2 separate regions of the Triticum aestivum genome follow, and region 1 is linked to region 2. Evidence: chromatin contacts called from public Hi-C data. All regions are on one chromosome and are shown on one strand. The core of a region is the stretch at or near the end of the contact, and the rest is flanking DNA. Distances in the headings are between cores, read along the strand shown.

The links. Hi-C and Micro-C count contacts between places; a contact is called where the count stands out from the background.
Region 1: a Hi-C map of leaf shows a contact between it and region 2, with 4 times the contacts expected there. The contact joins the promoter of LOC123087484 here to the enhancer-like site in region 2. A contact is called at or near these places in 2 of 5 Hi-C or Micro-C datasets (both in leaf).

Annotation. Positions count from the first base shown.
Region 1 is chr4A:606,163,550-606,168,011 of IWGSC CS RefSeq v2.1, reverse strand. LOC123087484 reads right to left here and starts at 2,049. Exons shown (of 2, transcript XM_044509499.1): 1 at 1,823-2,049; 2 at 1,258-1,743. The coding sequence starts at 1,962. The coding sequence ends at 1,617. LOC123087483 (receptor-like protein EIX1) reads left to right here. Exons shown (of 1, transcript XM_044509498.1): 1 at 1-779. The coding sequence ends at 779.
Region 2 is chr4A:605,952,761-605,957,109 of IWGSC CS RefSeq v2.1, reverse strand. LOC123087479 (protein EXPORTIN 1A) reads right to left here. Exons shown (of 31, transcript XM_044509495.1): 25 at 4,180-4,246; 26 at 3,992-4,102; 27 at 3,774-3,881; 28 at 3,558-3,695; 29 at 3,349-3,474; 30 at 3,168-3,272; 31 at 2,473-3,056. The coding sequence ends at 2,934. Among protein-coding and RNA genes, the nearest start is that of LOC123087479, 10 kb to the right of the region's middle. Within about 2 kb of position 2,044, at least 6 of the 8 cell types and tissues checked have an H3K27ac peak or open chromatin away from gene starts, as enhancers often do. A contact at or near this core is called in leaf, where this site is marked.

The DNA of each region.
Region 1 (4,462 bases), core at 800-3,299, 210 kb before region 2:
TGATAGCAACAAGAGATAATTATGATGATGGTGGTGATGCATTACATCGTGCTTTTGGCTTCAATGATGAATGGGAGCATGGCCCTAATGAATTGGTCACCTATACCGAGAATTTCACGGTTGTCACAAAAGGTCAAGAGAGATTATATACAGGAGAGGTCATATACATGGTGAACCTTGATTTATCATGTAATAATCTTATTGGTGATATTCCCAAAGATATCAGCGCGCTTGTTGAATTGAAGAGCCTGAACCTATCATGGAACATCTTCAGTGGAAAAATTCCGGAAAATATTGGCGCCTTGGCGCAAGTGGAGTCGCTGGACCTATCGCACAATAGGCTGTCTGGTGAAATCCCTGCAAGCTTGTCGGCTCTTACATCATTAAGCCGCTTGAACCTGTCATATAACAACCTGACAGGAGAGGTGCCATCAGGAGATCAACTGCGGACACTTGAGGACCCAGAATATATTTATGTTGGCAACCCAGGCCTCTGCAGTCCACCTATCTCGCGTAAATGTCCGCAACCAGAGCCAATTCCATCTACTCCAGAACACCATGGTGATTTAAATGACCTGGCATCGTTTTTCATCGCTATGGGTTCTGGATATGTAATGGGTATCTGGGCGGTCTTCTGCACCTTCCTGTTCAAGAGAAAATGGACAGTTTATTGGTACTCGGTTTGCGACAGCTTGTATGACCGGGTATATGTGCAAGTGGTTCTAACCTGGGCTTCCTGGACAAGAGAAAAAGGCGCAGAAGCTGAGACCACTCACTAGCTTGCTTTGGTTCTCCATTTGCTATCATTTGAGTGTGCAGATTTTACCATGTATCAATGTTGTTACAGTATTGTACTCATATAGTTCACATATACAGTACATATTTGTGGATTGTGTTGTAGACTAGGGTTTGGATATATGTAAAGTTGATTTGTTATTAATAATTAATGCCAGGGGCCACACCAAGGCCCCTGTTGCAGGAGTGTGTTTGTCAATGACTGAATTAACCAGTGCACACACAAAGCAAGGCTCGATTCTTTCATTCGATAGACTACACTGGGCGCAAATGCAGTTTCTTCACTAGAGAAACAATGTATAGGGTTCAGACTTTTCACTGCAAAAATATTATACATGGTTCAAACTTCTTCAGACAAACTCTCTTGCCACATCCCATTCTTAGCTCTGAATCCAATTCATCATGTTTATTCAAACAGGACTAGGATTTCTGACGGCCAGAATTTAGTCTGTGCAAAGGTTGTCAAACAAAAAAGGAAAGGATTTTAGCCTTTCATTCATGGCACACTATACTGCGCACACACGCAATTCCTTCACTAGAGAATTTTCTTACAGGTTTCAGACATCTGGAGACAAGCAAATTTGTTATGAATTAATGCAAACGCTCCTTATCTGAATTATTGCTCGCAGCCAGAATTCATTCTGACGATTTTATTCTGAACACTGATACTACAGGGTCGGATTATATTCTGAACCCTGATTTATACACACAATCCAGATGACTAACAGGGTGTTTGCTCTGCTGATTGTACAAAGTAACAGAACACTGCGTTTGCTTCAGAGGAGATGAACAAGCAAGCGTACTAGTAGTTGGTTGGCTAATCACTCGGGGTCGTCGTAGGAGAGGTGGAATCCGGTGGCGCAGCCTGCGGTGGCGGGGTCCTCGGCGCCGCAGCAGTCGTAGAACTTGGCGGCGTACGGCGGGTCGCCCTCCTTGAGCTCGTAGTACCTGCACAGCCGTCGCCGTGGTCAATCGCCAGGCCGATCTAGCGGATTGGTGATGGAAGAGTGGGGATCGGAGTGGCTACCTCTTCTGGTCGTCGTGGCGGCGGCAGACGAAGTATGAGGGGTGGAACCTGCAGGACTGCGGCGTGTTTCCCGACGGCGAGTACTTCGCTTTGCACCGCCGGCAGACCCTCGTCGCCGCCGCCGCCGTGTCTTTCTCCATCGGTCACTTCTCCCGATTCTTCTCTCGGAAATACTTTTTTTTTTGTTGAGAGGAAATGATGGGAAGCCTGCCTCTTCGAGGTTTCCGGGCCGGCCTCGCCCATCTTGGTGTGGGCCACCATGGTATGGTCATGGCCCACCTTATGAGCCCACGGCATGATGGGCCCGCGGATCAGCTCATCCAACGACTACTTTCATTCCTGAAAACAATATTTCACTCAATTTTTTTTCCTGAAAACAAAATTAGCCACTGAGGTCCCCTCGAAAAATAAAAAAAATAAGGCAACTAAGTCCATTCTTACAAACTTATTAAGGTCGCTGATGTAAAAAGGACCTTCACTATCTCTCCTTACATTATTTGTTCCTTCACATTATTTGTTCCATCTCCCTTTCATGGATCAGCATCCATCCATCAAAATTTGTGGCATTTCGCTCCCCCTTTGTCCGCCCCTTGTGCTAGCTCGTTTGACCTTGATCCATGTTGCATGCCCTCTTTCTAACTGTCCAACAAAGGAAAAGGGATGGCCATTATCTGAGTGCTTGGATTGCCTTTTGCCGAGGCCACTACTGGCCAGGTTATTGCATTATTCAGCTGATTAATCCCACTAGGAGCTGTACAGATCCCGTAATCATCAAAGACACCAGCATGAATGGAATCGTTGACGAGGAATTGCTTAGTTCATCAAGGTATGGTGCCTTGAGACCTGGCCGAGCTTAACTAGGTCATTCATTACAATTGAAGGCACATATGATGGACAACACATCACGCACACACAATTAAAGAATTTTCTCCGACAAAACTTCTCGGTGTTTCAAGCTTTTAGGGGAGGCTCCCCACCAGGATAATTTCATAACGTCACAACAGTTTTGCAGCGTCACGTAGAAAGTGAGAAGAGATAATCACGCCACAAACTAGTGTGCACCTTAATATTCAGTTTCGACGGTCGCTAGCGGGCAATCGTTGGGAAGAATGGATTCATCTAGTTAGGAGACTGATGGAGGTTCAACTTTCTCACCGACCCGATATATTGCGTTGGAAGTTGACTAGTTCTGGAGTATTTACAGTTAAATCAATGTATATTGATGTTATTAATTCAACTGCTATTCCAACTTCCAAGTTTGTTTGGGCTGTCAAGGTGCCTTTAAAAATAAAAGTGTTTATGTGGTTTGTCCATAAACAAGTTATTTTAACAAAGGATAACTTGATTAAACGCAATTGGACAGGACCTACTAGGTGTAGTTTCTGTGATCGGGATGAGACGATTCAGCATTTATTCTTTGATTGCCCGTTGGCTAGAGTTCTTTCGTGGACGATCCATATTGCTTTAAATCTTACTCCACCGACTTCTGTCAATGCTTTATTTGGGACATGGCTTAATGGGGTTGGGCCTGTTCTCGCAAGACATATTCGGGTTGGAGTTTGCGCTTTGTTATGGACTATCTGGAATTGCAGAAATGATTTGGTTTTTAACAGAACATCACGGATTCATTTCTTGCAGGTTATTTTCCGAGCTACGACACTGATCCGTTCGTGGTCGCTACTCACTCCGATGGAGGCCAGGGAGCATTTGGTTACTGGATCTATCCGTTGGGAGATGGTCGCTCGGGATATCTTCAACCGGTTTGGATGGCGGTCATGTAATAGGATAGGCAATTAGTTTCCCTATCTATTGTTAGCCAGCCGGTTGTGGCTTCTTTTTTGGGCTAGTTTGTATATCTAGCCGTCTGTAGCTCTGTGTGAGCTGCATTTCTTTTTATTCTTTTGTTTACCTGGAGATTGTGGAACCTTGTTGGCACTTTTGCCTTTTTTTATTAATAAGATGGCCGTATGCATTGTTTTGATGCAGAGGCCAGGGAGACCCCCCTTTTCGAAAAAAAAACTAGTGTGCACCTTTTGATCACAACGTTTCAGCCTATGCGACCACAGTCATGTGCTCTAGACCCTAGCGTTCGTATGAATGTGAAAACAGATGACGACAACCTTCATATGCATGGTTGCATTAAGGTGTTTATTACTTTTATTACCACCATAGATGATGACATCACTAACGGTCCAACAATTGGTGACTGAATTTCCCAAATACAAATGGGAGCGGACCGGAGGTCGTCTTCCATCACCTAAGACCAGGCGCCCACGATTAATAACTTTGACAGCTTTATATTTTAGATCCGTGTTAGATGCCCCTCATAAGCATATATAGATACGTCTAGAATTGACAGAGATCGGCTCATGTATATACATAATTTGCAAAACAAAGTAGATTGAAACAAACTTGTTCAACATGTGTGTTTTATCAAGGATTATTTATGTATGTCCTATAGATAAATTAGATCAGAACGACAAGAGGGAAATAGGGAGAGGAGTGACATCACAACTTTATGACGCCGATTGGATGGGGAGATTGATGCCAGTGGAGCGATGCACCGGGATCCCATGGAATGGGTGTATGTTCTCACTCGCACAATTTTAAATCAAAATGTTTGTTTATTAAGATAAATCT
Region 2 (4,349 bases), core at 795-3,294:
GTTGTGACTTAACACGGAAGATAAACTCTCTTCGCCCTATTCTCCTCGACAATTGGTTCGTCAACCAATGTCGATCACTTGTGGTAGATACTTGAGGCGATCTCCGAACCTTTACAGAGTTCTTCTTCGAGAACCACAATGACTCTTGGTCTCTGAAGAAATTGACACCTAACCGTCTAGAGAGTTTGCAGCTCTCAAGAGTAATAGGGGGAGCGTACTGGACTTAGATTCGAGTGATGTTGAACCAGTATCTAAATTTTCAGCTATAGGAGTTTTCTCTCGGTGGATTTTAAACTCAAATCACTCGGAGAGGAGGTTGATCTTCTCAGAATCAAATGGAGTAGCCATCGGACAAAGCCGGCGCGGGGTGGCTATTTATAGCCGCAGCCTTCCCATGATGAAAAATGACCATTTTGGACACTCGGTCCAGCCAATGGCCAACCACTACGTTCTCAATGGTCGGATTTCAAAGAGCAACGGTAACATTACTTGAAGAACAAGTAATGCTAACTCCTCGATCAGAGACAAATCTCTCGCAGCGAAGAAGATCACAGTCTCTTGCTGGCAAGTAGTTTGCTCGGAACACAAAGAGATTTCTCTCGCGACTTTCATAGGATTTGGGTTTAGCATCAGAGAATCAAAGTTTCGACTGTTACACCCCTCTTAATAGTATGGTGGTTCTGTGACTCAATAAAGAGAAGAGAAACAACGGAAGAAATGCTACGTCTTCACTTCGTCTTCAATCTCCTCGGTCGCAGTCACTTCCTTCAGGCGTGCACCGAACCAATTGCTCCATGTCAGCAATTGTGAGGGGTCACTCTTGTTATCATAATCTTCGGGGATAATCTTCACTGCTACGCAGGGGAATTATCTTTGGCGTTTGAATGAAAACTCCTCTTGATTCCAGGGACCTGTTACTCTGTGTGCACTAACAAACACATAAGTCCCACATTGTTTTATGTCAACAAACTCCAAAACATAAGGGGTCAATCGTTACACCAGCAGGTTGATTAGTGGAAACGGAGATATTTCCACCCGTGAAATTGCATGGGTTGAAGGAATCGGCCACAAGTGAGAACATGCATTTTTGCGCCAAAAAAAAAGTTAGAACATGCATTGATGGATGGGTGGATCCATATACTTTAATCGGGTGTAGGTGCAATTTCCTGGGACGCATGGCCGCATGGGAACATGAATATACTCGGATCGTCGAGATGCATCTTTATTATTGAGATCAAGTCGAGAGAGCGGGTAGCTCCCTGAAATGGACGTGCAGAACTTGAGATGGCCAACTTGCCTTACTACTATTTAATAACCGCGCTAAGGACTAGGTGGACAGTGGTATTACAATCCATCAGAGTTCAAATTCTGGTGCTCGCATTATTTCTAGATTTATTTCAGGATTTTCGGCGATGTGTTTTCAGTGAGAGGTGATGTTTCCGTCGACGACGAGGCGCCTACGGTGACTTCCTAAATCTTAAGATGATATGCCGGTTCAGTCTCTCGAAGATGCACATAGGAGTAGGATATATGTGTGTGCGTTCATAGGGATGAGTATATGCGCGTGTATATAAGCGCTTGTGTCTGTACTTATGCTAAAAAAAAATACTGTAGAATACAGTACAGCCTGCTGGAGCAATAGCAGAGCACCACGTGCGTGCGTTTGCTGTGACGGATCTCATCACTACGCATAGATTTTATCTTATATACTACTGTATGATTTACTATTTACTGACGTGTTTTTATGTGAATGTACTAATACTGAATGTGTGTAACCTATATATGCAAAGTCCGGACGCGTCCTCATTTTGTTTGCATCCTTTTCATGCTTCAGTTTGAGCCAACAAAATGAACCATTATTGAGGAGGAAAAAGCTATATCAGACCTGTCTGGGCCGTCTGATTTGTCCGTTTTATCTTAAACGGACGCGCGCGAATAGGATGGGGTCGTGCAGTGGAGTTGGCCTTACCTACTAGAAAGAGAGATGGCCTCTTGTCCAGCAACGGGCGTAGCAAAGCCGCTCACAGCAACTGCACCGCTGCTTTATGGTGAATGGGACTTTCCCCACACTACGCAGATGATAGATAGATACATGTGTGGGGTCTGGACTAGTCCACATAAAGACCAACAAACCGAGGAAAGAGAGATGTTTGCTTTGCTCGTGAAAATTGAGTCTTTGGACCGAGAGAGACTGCACACCACCCCTTCCGTCCGTCAGCACAGCACCGCACCACCTACAAACTAATCAACATTCACGTGGATAGCAAAACTCACTACCACATCAAATATTTACTTGCATCGCTCGCCGCCAAGCAGTTGCATGTAAGTTGATGCAATATATGGTAATTCCATAATTTATTTAGATCAAAAACAAAACTCAATAATTTGTAACAACTCAAACTAAGAAACTTGATGATTTCACATAAACAAGATGCAAAACAGATAAGATGCAACCCAAGAAAGCTCACAAAATTCAGAAGAAACATATTTCACATAAACAAGCACTAGGAGGATTATCAGCTTTCCTACCAGCTCAGCCCGGACCAAATTCAGTCACTTGATACATCATCACCATCATAATACAGTCATCAAATCTATAGACTAAACTAACAATTAAGGATCAACATCCATACTATATCATGCTCAGCACACGCACAAAATGTTTCACCGAGCACTAAAACACATCCATCTAGCCAACCAAACAGCCCGCAAGGCTCACCCGAGCACCTCTTGCGGCAAAATTCTCCCCTATCATCAACTAGCAGCACAAATCTTGGAATCGCCAAACCGGAAATAAAATTACAGCAGGCATCACCCTCCTTTCACCACCACCACCACCCTGGAAGAAAACTCAGGCTCCGGGACATGGAGGCCTCTGGAGGCCTAATCGACCATCAAACTGGATTAGCAATGCAGTGCACAATCACAGAGCACTATGAGTCTACCATCTCATCTTGCAATTCGCTTGGGGCAATCAGCCCTGGGATGGCAAGCATCCGTTGCCTTTCCTTTTCTCTTTGTACCGCAGCCTCTTCCGCATACAGATCCTTGTTATCCTAAATAAGCCAGCCACAGTTAAACCATCAGAAGAGGAGCTTGCACAAAGAACTTGTTACCAAAGCAGTATAGGATTGTCATCAACCTTATGATGGCATAACGAAATTTACCTGGGCTGAGAACTCCTTTGATTGCACCAGGAAGTCCCTAATATGGTTTTTGAAGCTTGGGAGGTCATGTCTCGAACCAAGGAGCCCATCAACAAACTTGGTCACCTGCGCAAGAAAATTTGCCAGGTTCATAATGGCACCAAGTCAATGACAGTATAGCTCTATATTAGGATGATCATACCTCAGCTGCCGTCATGTTAGGAAATGATGCTCCAAGAAGTTTGATTGTGTAGTCCCGTACAAACATGGCATTAGATGGATATGATGCCGTGGATGCATCCCATAGAGGTTCAGTTAGGCCATCAACCTACATATTATCAAACCTAATCAAGCAGACGCACACATACAAACACTAGATGTCATGATATTAATCATGCACAAGAAACATACCACACAAAACAAGTGTTGTAGCACCAAAACATGAAGTTTGAAGCCAGGCTTATGAAATGAATCTGTGAGAACTGCAAAAATCTCCTGCTCTATAGTCAAAAAATATGTTTTGTAGAACTGATTCGTGAATTCTGAAGCCTGCAAGGCAGCCGTATCAAAGAGTTAGCTTCCAAAGAATTACATACAGCAAAGAAAGGATGGACCAGATGTTCTTGCCTGAAAATTCTTCAGAATTTCCAATAAAAGACTAAGACCAGTCTCGGCAATGTTTCTCTCTGTATGTCTAAATGCCCAGTTGATCGAATCAATCACAAGCTTCAATTGCTGAAACAAACAGTCCGATAATCAAATTAAAGAGAAGGAATTTGGGTTGCTGTATTAATAGATACCATCAACAGGGCAAATAGTAGTAATTAAAAAAAGTTACCACAAACCTGGCTGGAAAGCTGAATTAAAGCTTTGAAGCAATGGGTGCCGATAGCACGAAGTAAAGAGAAAAACTTGAGGCGGTGCTCAGGATAATCTTCAAAGTTTTTAGTAATCATCTGGCCAGACCGAACAATCAGCGAAATCTCGACGTGTAACTGAGTATGAACAGTAAAAACAAGGTTGCAATTCCTACCTCAAGAGTACACTGGAAAACAGCCTCGAATATACGAGGCACATCATCAAGCATTTCAGCTTTGTACCTTCAGTATAAATACAAAGATTAGAAATGATGGACAATAACAGCAGAGTAGTTAAGTATTAACAACAAATAACTGAATATGAAACCTAGATGACTGACAGAAG